Regions from separate parts of the Mus musculus genome. Here all the other regions are linked to region 3. Evidence: chromatin contacts called from public promoter capture Hi-C data. All regions are on one chromosome and are shown on one strand. The core of a region is the stretch at or near the end of the contact, and the rest is flanking DNA. Distances in the headings are between cores, read along the strand shown. Region 1 holds the start of Cnih4 (cornichon family AMPA receptor auxiliary protein 4). Region 2 holds the start of Cox20 (cytochrome c oxidase assembly protein 20). Region 3 holds the start of Kif28 (kinesin family member 28). Region 4 holds the start of 2900024J01Rik (a long non-coding RNA gene).

The links. Promoter capture Hi-C pulls out the DNA fragments that hold promoters and counts their contacts. Capture Hi-C pulls out chosen DNA fragments and counts their contacts.
Region 1: a promoter capture Hi-C map of liver shows a contact between it and region 3, with 2.5 times the contacts expected there. The contact joins the promoter of Cnih4 here to the promoter of Kif28 in region 3. A contact is called at or near these places in 3 of 39 promoter capture datasets (liver and pre-B cells) and 1 of 9 other capture datasets (liver).
Region 2: a promoter capture Hi-C map of the HPC-7 cell line shows a contact between it and region 3, with 4 times the contacts expected there. The contact joins the promoter of Cox20 here to the promoter of Kif28 in region 3. A contact is called at or near these places in 12 of 39 promoter capture datasets (the C10 cell line, the HPC-7 cell line, HPC-7-derived erythroid cells and 7 more), 1 of 484 Hi-C or Micro-C datasets (embryonic stem cells), 7 of 115 datasets of contacts at active chromatin or transcription factors (astrocytes, embryonic forebrain, embryonic stem cells and 3 more) and 1 of 9 other capture datasets (embryonic stem cells).
Region 4: a contact with region 3 is called in a promoter capture Hi-C map of liver, with 3 times the contacts expected there. The contact joins the promoter of 2900024J01Rik here to the promoter of Kif28 in region 3. A contact is called at or near these places in 1 of 39 promoter capture datasets (liver) and 1 of 115 datasets of contacts at active chromatin or transcription factors (pancreatic cancer cells).

What each region holds. Positions count from the first base shown.
Region 1 is chr1:181,149,306-181,152,389 of GRCm38.p6, forward strand. Cnih4 (cornichon family AMPA receptor auxiliary protein 4) reads left to right here and starts at 1,626. Exons shown (of 5, transcript NM_030131.3): 1 at 1,626-1,756. The coding sequence starts at 1,688.
Region 2 is chr1:178,317,900-178,321,151 of GRCm38.p6, forward strand. It overlaps Cox20 (cytochrome c oxidase assembly protein 20), which reads left to right and starts at 1,254. Exons shown (of 4, transcript NM_025511.2): 1 at 1,254-1,309. The coding sequence starts at 1,271. It also overlaps a transcript of Hnrnpu not described here.
Region 3 is chr1:179,743,441-179,746,802 of GRCm38.p6, forward strand. It overlaps Kif28 (kinesin family member 28), which reads right to left and starts at 1,760. Exons shown (of 23, transcript NM_001370897.1): 1 at 1,677-1,760. The coding sequence starts at 1,760. It overlaps Ahctf1 (AT hook containing transcription factor 1), which reads right to left. Exons shown (of 36, transcript NM_026375.2): 36 at 1,464-3,088. The coding sequence ends at 2,893.
Region 4 is chr1:180,776,448-180,779,792 of GRCm38.p6, forward strand. It overlaps 2900024J01Rik (a long non-coding RNA gene), which reads left to right and starts at 1,514. Exons shown (of 3, transcript XR_373751.4): 1 at 1,514-1,612.

The DNA.
Region 1 (3,084 bases), core at 376-2,875, 1.4 Mb after region 3:
TGGAAAAGCCTGATGCTACATTTCCCGGTATTTGACATTGCAACAATGCTTTTGAGTTTTAGGTAGAATTAAGACAAAATTCATCATAATGGGAAATGGTAATTTAATAATTGTGGTTAGCGGGGGTGGGGGTGGGTGGGGTGTGTGTGTGTGTGTGTGCTGTAGAGATGGCTCAGTGGTTAAGAGTACTGACATCTCTTTCAAAGGTCCTGAGTTCAATTCCAAGCAACCACATGGTGGCTCACAATCATCTATATTGGTATCTGATGCCCTCTTCTGGCATGCAGACATATATGCAGGTAGAGCACCCATACATTAAAAAATTTAAACAAACAAACAAAATAATTGTGGTTAATTGTGGTGTGAGCTATTACATTTTCTCAGGATAAAAGACCATCTAAGGGATGTAGGACAGGCCCAGTGTGGTGGTAAAAAGGGTGCTGGATCCGTGGAGATGGAATTACAGACAGTTGTGAGCTGCCATCCAGATTCTGGGAATGGAATCCAGGGAGCCATCCCTCCAGCACACCCCCTACCCCATCCTGTTTTTTTTTCTTTTTTCTTTTTAAGCACAGCAAGTGCCTACTGTCTTGGGCCTCTCTGCTCCTTGTAAATCGTCCAACCCTGTGTGAAACCCTCAGCCTGGTCTCTGCTGCTCTTCAGGGGTTTCTTCCTGCCCTTCAGGGTACTTGGGACTGCTTTTAATTTCTGTGGTTTATTCTATCTCCCCTACACTTACTATGCAAGGTGCAGGCTTGTGGGTGCCTCCCCTCTCTGTTCATTGTGTCTCTTAAGACCTAGAACAGTGCCTCACATACACTACCTGCTTTAAATTTAAATTTAAAATGAAAGTTAAATAAATGGATGAGCGAGTGAATGGCTGCTGGAATTGGCTTCCAAAGGCAACAGAACCCACCCAAGTTCTGTTTTGAATATTTAGTTGCTACTTTATTGCCCTTTTAACCACCAGAGCAGTTGTTTGCTCTGTTCATCTCTGCACTTGAAGTGTACAGTAGCTCTTGGTCTATAGTAAGGGTGTAGTAAAAATTATTTGCCTCCCTCTTTAAAAAAAGGTTGATAACTGGATTCTGTAAAATTCTTCAAATTCAGAGGTGAGAAAGCTTGCTGTTATCAAGAATTGGCAAGCAACTGGGTAAGTGCTGGGGAAACAGGTCAGGAACTGAAGAGCAGAACTCAGTGGCTTTGTATTTGAGATGAAAAGTTATAGAATGCAGGAGGGTAGAGAACAGGCGTTAAAGCAGCCATGTGTGGAGACCTATGCCAATAATCCCAATGCAAAGAGACCCAAGTTAGAGGCCAGGCTGGGCTTACAGAGCAAGATCATACCACTCGCATACAAAGCGCATTCCACAGAAACCAACAATGATAGGCAAGGAAGGATGGATACAAAGTGAAAGAGAGACAGAAAATTTCATATGATAGGCAAGGAAGGATGGATACAAAGTAAAAGAGAGACAGAAAATTTCATACAGGGTGAGTAACTTCATGCAGTGGATACTAAATGAGGGTGAGGTCCACCTGCTATGCTCCCTGGGCACTAGTGAACTTCATTTCCCATCATGCATCGCGTCGCGGAGGTGGCGTTTTTGGACCACAACTCCCGGCATGCCGCCTATCCCAGCGGCGCGGCCCGAAGCTGGTTTGACGGGCGGAGCGGCGGCGGAGGATGGAGGCGGTGGTGTTCCTCTTCTCGCTCCTCGACTGTTGCGCGCTCATCTTCCTCTCCGTCTACTTCGTATCCTTGGTTGAAGCGGGCCGCGGCCGCCGCTCGTTCCCAGGGCTACCGCCGGGGCAATGGGCAGAGGGTGGGCCCGGCGGGCGCTGGCAGGTTGGGGTGAGGGGGCGGCGGCGCGGGCCCGGGTCGCGAGCGGAGGAGCCTCGCTGCGCCTCGGGCGGGCCTGAGCCAGCTCCCCCTGCCTCCTCTTCGCCTGCCTGGGCCGCCGGGGGTCCCCGAGAGAGCGAAGCCGTTCAGGGGCATAGCCGGCCGGCCTGAGGCTTTGCCGCCTTCTCTAGTCCCCGGCAGCACCCTTGCCCCTTTGTCCTTGTGGGTGTCTGCCCTTCTGGAGACTCCCCACACCCAGGAGATGACTCATTCCAAGAACTGGCGGTGTGCTTCCTTCACGTGCAGTTCTTTAGGGTTTTTGAAAGAAGCATCCACAAAGTGTTTCTGGTTGCCTTCCGCAGTGGACTATCTGTAAACTCAGTAACTATACCTGTGGCTTAATCCCCAGTTTCTAAACTTTATATATATATATATAAAATCCGTGTTAACATTCAGTATTTTCTATAGTTGTTTCTGTTACAGGTTTCAAACAGTATTTTCCAGACCAGTACATGGTGTTCTTCAGCCTAGCACTGTAGTAGTTGTGTGATGTGACTTCAGTACTCTCAGTCCTTGGGGGATGATAGTCTTTGTTACAGCACGCTGCTGTAATGCAGTAGTGTAATGCACAGACCACTTTTAAGTAATTAGATATGACTAGTAAAGTGCTCCAGGACCTGTGGCTGTTGCCCCTTTCCCTATGAAATCACGTCCTCTTTTCTGATCGAATTGAACTTTTTGTTTGTGCAGCCCTGGAATGGCTGCACAGAATATATTTCCCGCTTTTATGATGAACTGACAGTTTGTCTTAATAGGAAGAAACAAACTTTGGAACTATGAACCTTGCCCAGTACTGTATCTTACCTGCTTCGATTTTCTTTAGGATTGTAGATATGTATTTCCTAAATATACACAGTGAGAATTTGTGTCAAACACCCAGTGGCTGCCCAATTGAAATTATCTAGCAGCAGTTCTTACTTTGATGATTTCTCATGCAAAGAGCCCTGTGTTTTATTAGCTTTGAGGAACTGAATAAAAGGGCAAGATCTCTTACCTAAGTTCCAATGACCATTGTTTAGCTTATGATATAAGGGACCAGAGCTGTTTGACAGAAATGCAACAACAATTTTTTATTATTTTTGTAGTTTGGAAAATTTGATCATTAAAACAGTCTTGGTGTATAACAGATCATGTATATATGTACATGTTAGCTGGAATGTTGAACAGTGGTTACACAGTCA
Region 2 (3,252 bases), core at 4-2,503, 1.4 Mb before region 3:
TGGAATATTACAACCTTAAATATTACCTTCCAGACAAAAATTCAAAGCCTGGCTAGCCAAGAATTTCAGTAGAGTATCCCAAACTGTCAAGATAACAGTTCCTTTTCTAGTCCTAGTAATATTAGAGCATTATACACTTTGTAACTGTTCAGCTTCCTTAAAAACAAAAAACAACTTACTACGCATAAAGAGAAATATAAATCACTTTTACCCCCTGGGATTGGCGAAAAGCAGTTAATGAGCATGAAGAATAAGACAGTAAGCAGTCCGCATGGTAATTAAGATGAGACCCTCCCAGCTAACACTGACGGGCAAGTAGCGTGCAGCACGTTACATGAAAGGCGGCATGACTCTGCACAATGACAGGCCGGGACATTTTCCGGGGAAGGGCCGTTTGGAACGGAAGAGGCCAAATCGGGAAATAGGTAAACAAAGAAAGGCAAAAGGCCGGGGCCAGGACATTAACCCGAAAACGGAGTCGCCATCGCCTGCTGAACTGGCTGACACTTGGACCCAAACGACCCACGGTCTGGGTTTCTACCCGCTATGTCACCGTCGCGTCACCCACGGCCTCCCTCCCGAAGGAAGGCACTTGCCGCCTGACGCATGCCCCCTAGGTAGCGGCCGCCTCCATTTTGTCCTGAGTCTCCTCCACGCGAGCGGCGCGCTATTTTTAACCTAAATCTGCGGGCCGGAGGGGGAGGGGCGTGGGCCTGGCGGGCGCTGGAAGGCCGCCGCGAGGGACCGAGGCGGGGGTGCGGGAGGTTGTCAAGGTCACCAAAGCTAGGACAAAGGACAAGCTGGGAACGAGGCCCGCGGAAACAGCGCCAGGCGACTTCCGGCAGTGCGGGGGCCGTCAAACCCGGACTCCCGCCCTCTAAGAGGACAAAGCGGCGCGCGACGCGCGGCCCCGGCTCCGCCCTCAGCGCCCAGCACGGGGACGCGCACAACGGTTGAAATGGCGGTTAAGGCGGAGGAGGGGCTGAGGGAAGCGAGTTTCTCGGTGCTCCTTGACTCGGGCCACCCTGCCTGCGAGACAGGAACCGGTGGCGCTTCTCTAGGTTGCCACCACTCGCGTTCCTCATGGTCGGTTGCGGGTTGGAAAACAGTGTGGCCGGTTCCATGGAACAAAGGAGTGTGCCAGGGCGGGCTTCCGGACAGCCCCAGGAACGCTCCCTAAGATGGCCGCCGCCGCGCGGGGATGGGGTGGGCGGAGCCCGTGTTGCTCCCGTCGCGGGCCTGGGCGGGGCGATGGAGAGGACTGGTGCCCATGGCGGCCGCCCCGGAGCCCCACGAGACGGAGAAAAAGGTAATGTTCGCCATGGGGCAAGGGGGGGTGGGGGGAGGTGTGCAGTGCGCAGGCCGCGACCCGGTTTCCTAGACCCATCCCATAGCCGCGAGGTATATCAGCGATCTAGTCCTCATATCCCGGATATATCTAAATTGCCAGTTAAACTAGTGAAGAGCAGGCCTGCAGGGTCAGAAAACGGAGACTAATCCAAAACTAGCATTGGATTTGGTAGAAAGGGCTAATAAAGGGGAAATGAAAACTCTGGAGAGCTGGGCGTGATGGTGCATGCCAGTAATCTCCACTTTGAGGGCTGAGGCAGGGGTGAGTTCTGGGCCAGCAAGTGAATCAGTCCTTTTCCTTGCACAACACAGGAGCGCACACTCACAGGTAAGGTATAGATTTGTTAGTTCAATGTGAGAACTGCAGTTTGACCTCTTATTAAAAAAGACGAAATCTCCACTCTGCATGAAGCCGACATCCTACTGGGGTAACGGGACAGTCGAATTTCATCCATTTAAGCCAGCCGGGATAAAACTGCAGTTTGGCCATGAACTGCTAGGCCTGATAGAATGGCTACAGGAAGGTGTCCCAAGTGGAGACTAATTAAGCCATGGTCAAGTGTCTAAAGATGTCTTTTGTTAAACAACTAAAACACTACCTATCAAATGAAAACTTGCTAGCACAAGTAAGGTCAAATGTAGTGTTTGCTTCATAGCTCATCTAGACTTGCTGAAATTGAACAGTGGGTTTGACAAAAAGACTCTGCTCTGAAAAATAAAGCCATGAAGGCTTGGGATGGGCACACCTTTTAACCAGGCACTTAGGAGGCAGTGAGTTCCAGGATAGCCAGGGCTACAAAGTAAACCTAAAACCTGTCTCAGAAAAGATTTTGGAAGCAAGAGAAACTACTTGAAAATACTTTGATACTTTGGTCGGTTTGCAAAACCGACTAAGACCAAATAAGCAGATGAATAGTCTCACAAACAGGGAGTCGAATAAATGGTATTCAGCTGATAACAGGTCACAAATGTTAAATCCGTAAAAGGAGGGGACACTGCTACTGGAACGTTGCTACTGCCAAATCCCCAGGCCAGTGGAACAGCAAGCCAATTACTGTAAATGTTTTCTCAAGATTCCCGGTGAGATGGAATCTAAGTGTATCTTTGCCTAAACAGTGGCCATGAGCGTGTGGGTACTCAAGTAAAATCAGGAGCATCTAGTTAATATAGTCTTGCAAGGCAACAGAAAAATGGTAGTATTAGGACTTAAGATGTGGAAGCAAGCGCAATCCTCAGAAGGTAAAGGTGCTTATTTACCACCTCTGTTCAAGTCTCTGGAGCTCTTGTGGCAGCCCAAGTCAGACACCCACAGATATAACTTACAGAATTTAAAATCCTTTCAAATTTAAAATCCTTTCAAATGAAAGGATTACAAAGCAGTCCTTTGGGGGGGGAGACTGGTTGAGTACAATACAAAACTGGCTTTTAGGACCACTGATGAGCTTGCCACAGGAAGCTTGAAAGATTTAATGCCAACCAGGTCTCCTTTTGCAATGACACACTTAATGGAAAAGGATGGACAGTCAACTTGAATCCTAGTTTTCTCTTGAACTGGAGTTATGAAACCACCATGTAGGTGATAGGATAAGCAAGGAATCTCTCACAAGAAACCCAATTTTAAGCTATCTGAACTAGGCAAGAATACAGGTGGTAGGTACATAGGTACAACTGGTTTCACTAACGCTACCAGAATGTCTCCATGTTCATCATGTACTGGATGCTAGTTGGCATAGGAGTAATTTCCAGAGATGGTGTGAACTCCCCAGTAGACCTGTAGTTTCTTATTTGAGAGTTTGATGATGAGAACAGCCCACAATGATTGATTGGGTGTATGATTAAAAACAAGAGAAGCAAGTCATCAGTGAAAGAACAATTTTACTTTAATGAAAGCCAGGTTACACA
Region 3 (3,362 bases), core at 510-3,009:
TGGTCTCATGTACACTACCCGTACCTTAGCCAATACCATCTTGAGTGTTCCATATCATTAGATCCGTTGAACTGAACATTGTAGGTCTTGTCACACAGACCAACTATCACAAAGCAGAGTGCCTGAGAACCTGGTTTTCTTGCTTGCCAGCATGGCCTGTCTCTACTATATGTCTACACTATGCTAATCAGTGAAGATTAGAGTCGTTAAGGTGACACAGTAGGGACTGTGTATTCATCCATCATATGTACTCATGAGGGTACGAGCTGGTGGCATCAAGATTCAGGATCCTGGATATCTCAGACATTCCTTGGAGGTGAGTAGCAGGTAAAATCCTTTCAGTTCTTGACCTGGTATGTGTGTGTTTGCTTGCACAAGGGTTGCAAGGTACAAAGTGCAAACTTCTCATTTCCTGTATGGCAAAGATGTAATTTGCAGAACTCTCACATGATCGAAAGCTTCTCCTTCCACACCTAGTGTGATGACTGGGCCCACCACAGAGCTGATGGGAACGAGCCACATGGCATTAGCATAGTCTCACACTGGGACATTGCCTGCTCCAGGAGCTCTCTGTACCTCCTACCAGGGGGTGACAGTGAAGTTTGCTGCCACCTGCAGATGCATAAATTGGGCTCTCAGGCAAGGAGAGAATAGAACCCAAGTCTTTTGCAATAGCCAGTGCTCTTACACACTGCACCCTCTCCAGCTGCCTGGACACTTCTCTTTAGCTCTAGCACTTTCTAGCAGTCATAGAGTAACAAAACTTCACTGGTCACAGTGGGCAAAGACAAGCGTGCTATAATGGAAAGGGGGATAGCAGGTTCCACTGGGAACACACAGCACAGCTCTCTACCTCTGTGGCAAGCTTCTTACAGAACAGCATCCTCTCTGGAACCTGTGGAAGAGCTTAGTTCCAGTTCTTCTGACTTGAGTGGTATGCAGAGTGTGCCCATGTATGCTAGGTAGATGGGGCACAGCCAAGGGGAGGAGGCAGCCTTGCGCATGAGATCTCATGAGCAGTGTTTCCATAAAACTAACATGTAAGTGCACACTGGCACGTTCTCATTATGTGACTGAAGTCTGGTCAGGAACATGACTCTGCTACCTTAGCTTTCTATGTTGGGATCACTGACGTGTCCACATGTGGCAAGACTTACTTTTAAGATAAACATTTCTTGGTGTTTCATGTAGTGCAAGCTGGCCTTGAATGTACAACATAGCCAAGGATAAAAACTGAGCTTCTAGTAGGTTGCCTCGCCTCAAGCTGGCATTCCACACATCTCTGTGCCTCATTTCATAGAGTGCTGATGAGCTACCCTAGGGATTCATGCACGGTAGGCAAGCACACTTACCAACTGACATCTCTGCCCCACACCGACATGCAGTAAAAACAGACACCGCACATCTCTATTTAGCAAACTGCACTGGTTAAATAATTATTAACTTGACAGTATTTCTCTTGTCAGTTTTTTTTATTGTGCTACTTGTACCAAGGAATGAAATTAAATGTTTACTAAATTATGCTTAGAGCTTTTGTGAATCATTTGACAAATCCATTTAAATAAGTTTAATATTTCATAAATGACAAGCAGCTTAAATACAAATTCAGAAACTATTATTAAAAAATTAATAAAATCAGGCAGTAATTGTCAGCAAGGCAATGAGCATGGACTGACCTGGCTGAACGGCCGCACCCGGACGGCCACTCTCACACTGTCCGATCTCGGCACAGGCACTCTCCCCATTTTCTCATTATCCATGATGCTACTCGGTAGAAAAATAACACACAAAGCACACTGCTCACGAAAACATCCAAAGCTTAGCTGACAAAGTCTGCTTTTAGGTATCAATTATTAAGCGTCCATTCATTACACACTATCAATTACCTGTCATAAATTATTTGACAACACTTATTTATTGATGAACATCATGGCTTCCATCAGGCGCCATTACCAACGGTACACACGCTGCAGAAAAGAGGGTTCCTTTCCTCTTTTCCGACATCTGCTCACACTCTTCCATTCTCTGTAACCTGTGCCTGAGGTTCTGTGGCAGTTACCAGTTTAAAACCTGAATACTAGAGAGGCTCCTGTGACGAAGTCGCAAGCTCTTTCACAGCATGGGAAGTCTAAACCTTGTCGGCTCCTCTTCTCAGCAGCAGGCACACGTCGGTGCACTGTTTTATTTCTTTCTTCAATCCTTCCATGAGGTTGCTAGGAAGCAGTGAAACCGGTCAATCTAACCTGGATAATTAAGTCTCTGAACTGAGAGACAAGATAGTCCTTAAGTTACTGAAGAGAACTGCTAGCTAGGAAACCGATGCAGTACTGGAAAATTACTCATTTGAGGTAGATTACACAACATTTGTAAAACTACAAAAAGGCAAAATCACATGCCCACAATTCAAATTCAACACAGTATCAGGCAAAGCCCAATGAGCACAGGTACTGACCAGAGATCCGAGGAACAGCATCAAAGTGCATACATTATAAAACAGCAATGTTAAAAATAATCAATAGTTCATCGCCCTCATTTTAAGACAGTTCTAGTATCTTAACTGTAAAGAAAGGATATGAACATATGTCCAGTAGCATATAAAATTACAACTCAAACAGAAAGCTCCTCTCAAAAATCTACCAGACACACAGTGTACTTTACAGTAGTTTATTTAACCTCCCAATGATAAGTCATATTTACATTGATATAAACGCATCAAGTCGTATAAAACGCCTGCACTACAAGAACTGCACTCCATGTGGAGTTACTCATTTACTGCTTACAAAATTGTACAATTTATATAAAGTATTTCCATCCAAATTGGTGACTTTAATAATCCACACAAATACTGTTGACTTTTACAAACAGGTGCGTGTTAAAATCTTGGGCTAAAAATTACAGCATTTTCCTGCGTAAAATTTGCTTTGGAAAAGAAGATGGCTTCTTTCTGCCCCTTCCAAGAGTTTTTCCTGCTATTTCTGCAGTTTTTCTTGGCTTGCCGGTCTTTATTTCATCCACTGGACTCGCCAAGGGAGAAACCAGCTTAATTTCTACAGGAGGAGGTGACCAAGAACTTCCTTTTCCTGTGTTTCTGAAAGAAAGATACAGTCAAGTAGGAATGGGCACAAAGTGCTGTCTGGTCAAGTGCTTCTCTCGCAGAGACCTGGAGAGTGGACTTGCAGGCAGGGTTAAGGCCTCACCACCCACCGCGTCCCCATGTGTGCCGGGGGGCATACTCAGCCACAGATATGTCTAAAATTCTGCAGTTACAAGGATGGCCCACGTACCTATAGTCAGCTCATGGGATGAGAGCCAGCAGACCCACGAATTTATAAACAGTAGCAAGTGGCATGAACATATACAAA
Region 4 (3,345 bases), core at 264-2,763, 1.0 Mb after region 3:
CCAGAATGGATCTCCTGCTGGCGTCTGCAGGGAGAGGCTGAAATGCCCAGGAGAGATCTCCACATCAGGCATCCGGAGGAGGCAGAAGAGAGGCCACCACTGTTGGGTCTCACACTCCATTTTGGATTTGCCTTTGAGGATCCCCACCCCCGACTTCCCCAAGGGGAAGGGCTAAGGGAAAACTATTTAGTTGGTGAACCCTACCTTAAGACGCCAGATTCTGGCACAGTCCCCTGTCAAGCTAGTGCAAGCCATCTGGGAGAACCACATGGGCCCTGAGCTTCCAAGAGACCCTGAAGGCTGGAAGGCGGACATTAGGAAATAAATACTTTACCTCTGTCCTTCCGTGTCTCAATACTGGTGACTTGTGGGCACTGCCCTCCACGCAGAGCTGGACAGAGTCCCTGCACAGAATAGGCCTGGTCATCCTGAGCAAGAAGATTAACAGAGCGGGGCAGTGGTGGTGCACACCTTTAATCCCAGCACGTTGGGAGGCAGAGGCAGGCGGATTTCTGAGTTCGAGGCCAGCCTGGTCTACAGGGTGAATTCCAGGACAGCCAGGGCTACACAGAGAAACCCTGTCTCGGGAAAGAAGAAGGAGGAGGAGGAGGAGGAGGAGGAGGAGGAGGAGGAGGAGGAGGAGGAGGAGGAGGAGGAGGAAGATGATTACCAGAGCACCCTGCAGAGGACTCTAGAATTCTGAGGAAGAGACGGTGTGACACAGGGACTTTAATTCATACTCTGGACAGTTAACACTTGAGGTGTCCAGGGATCACCACTTCAGGGATGACTAAATTACTGCTTATCTACATAAACACCCAAAAGAGTCATAAATTAAGGTTCTTTTGCAAAGTGATTTATGTACCATATGTGACCTGAGAGAAAGAGTGATCTGGCTGGCACTTCTGGCCCAAGGAACTTCTGAAAATCCAGCGAGCTGTGGTCTGGGGCTGGAGCTGCCGGTCGTGTGGTTCCGGGGCCGCTACTGCAGGAAAACAGCTGTGCTTCTTTCTAAGAGATCCTGTTGTACACACCAGGCCTTGCACTGAGTAACAAAACAACACTACGACCTCTAATGTCTGTGTCTGTGACTGGAGACAGTCTTGCAAGGTGGTGGCGAGGAGGCCACAAGCTTTCGAATATCAAATTTCTGCTGCAGCGCCTTGCGGCTGTGAAACCATAGCAAGGTCAGAACCAGGGTCCCAACCTCTCCAGGGCCCCGAGGCTCATGGTCTCCCACTGCAGGAGCATACCTGCTTCCGGGACCAGCTTTCTTTTGGGGGAACGGCGCGGCCTAGCGGCCTCTGGTAACCGATGCAAGGATCCCTCTCTTCCCTCTCCCTTCCCCCTCCCGAGTCCCAGCTCTTGGTTTGCGCCTTGGCCTCGGGATCTTCCGGGTCCCACCGCGCGCTGCTCGCGGGCAAGCCGCTGGGCTCTGGCGCCTTGAGCATCCGAGCAGGTCCTGCCCCCGCCGTAGGCGTGGGGACCTAGAGCTGCCCTCCGCTCCTTGTCCCGGGCCAGAGGCGGACACTAGGCGGTAGAAGCAGCTGCAGGGTCTGCCCTGCCCCCGCCCCGCGCGGAGAGCTGCTGCCAGGAACAGCAATATTAATAGGTACAAACTTCCTGGAAAGATTTTCGTCTTCGCGGTAAATGACCCCTCCTTGTCTGCCGGGGCAGGCGACGGGGAAGCCTGGGACCCACAGGAGCCAGGGACATTTGGGACCCATGGAGCTGTGGCTCACGAGAGCTGAGGTTCATTGGTTGGGGACCCACTCGGTGGGCAGGTCACAGACACCGTAGGGCAGGGCTGGGCTCGCCTTGGTAAATTAGGCGTTGGAGCCGCGACGCCCGATTGCCATTCCTCGGGAGCGCGCACGCCCTGGGCCACCCCGCCCGTATGCAGCGGCCGTAGCTCCTCCTCCGGATCGGGCTTCGGGGACCTTTGGTCACTTAGGAGCACCCAAACAACTCTGCAGCTGGTGCCCATAGGTGCGCGTCATTCCTTTCTCTAGAATTACCTGGCCCAGAAGCAGTTGTAGCCAAAGCCACCTCTCTCTTTCCCAGTCGCCAAGAGAGGACGGATCAGGAAGCGTCCCACCGGCCGCTTGGGCGCTGTGTGGTCAGTCCATGCCTGCATCTTGCGGATAGTCAGGTCCCAGTGCCTCCGCAGGAGGCTCACTCCCCGTACGGTGGCTGGAGTTCCCAAACCCTTTTTTTTTTTTACAACTCTGGACAGGGCGCCTGTTCTAGATTGGTTGGAGGTGTTTTCCCACCTGAAAGTCATCATTCATTGAAAATATTTATTGAAGCCGATGTGGTGGGAAGCTTGTAATTCCAGCACTCTGGAGGCAGAGGGAAGAGGATCTCCCATAGGTAAAGTTAGCCAGGTACTGAGCCCTTGACTTAAACAAACAAATTATCGCTACAAAGCAAACACAAAAATCCTCTTTCCCAAAACTTGAAAAAAAAAAAAAAAAGACAGAATTGAAACATACATGTGGGCAGATGGCCATGGAAGCTCACGGGAGGAGAGGCAGGAAGAGGATGGAGCAGGACAGAGCTGTGTAGACGTGTTTAGTGTTGGGACTGGGTGGTTGGGAAAGAGCAAGCCAGCCTCACAGGCTCACTCCCAAAGATGAAGACTGGCCCTGCTGGTTCCACCGGTGGTGTGGGAGTCAGAACGGCAGTTTGGGGCATGCTGGGTTTGATGCACACATTGGACATCCAAGGGTAGGGCGGAACAGATACTGGTCAGACAGGTCTCCATGCGAGATGCGAGACAGGGGAAAACACCTGAAGGAACCACCAGCCAGCCACCTCTGCTTATGGAGTGCGTGACGGTACAGTATGCGTAGGTGTAGCTAGCTTGAAACTCTCTGTAGATCAGGCTGGCCTCGATGGAAAGATCAGCCTGCCTCAGTCTCCTGAGTTGCTGTCATCCCAGTCGGAACTAAAAAATTTAAATTTAACTAATTTAAATTGAAAACAGGTTATTGACTCAGTTATTTGAAAATCTTTATTCTGTCTGAAACAACTAGGGTATAGACATCTGTTTTTTCAATGGCTTTCACATTGGGTGGTTTATAGTCGCCTCTAAGTCCAGCTCCCTGGAGTCAGAAACTCATTTTATTTTATTTTATTTTATTTTATTTTATTTTATTTTAGTGTATGGGTGTGTTGCTCATGTGTCTGTACACTACATGCATGCCTACTGCCCAGGGAAGCTAAAGAGGGCATAGAATCCTCTGGGTCAGCTACTCGAAAATCTTCAACAAGTCCTCCTCCTCCTCCTACTCCTCCTCCTCCTCCTCTCCTTCCTGTTTGTTTTTGTTTTATTTTGAGGCG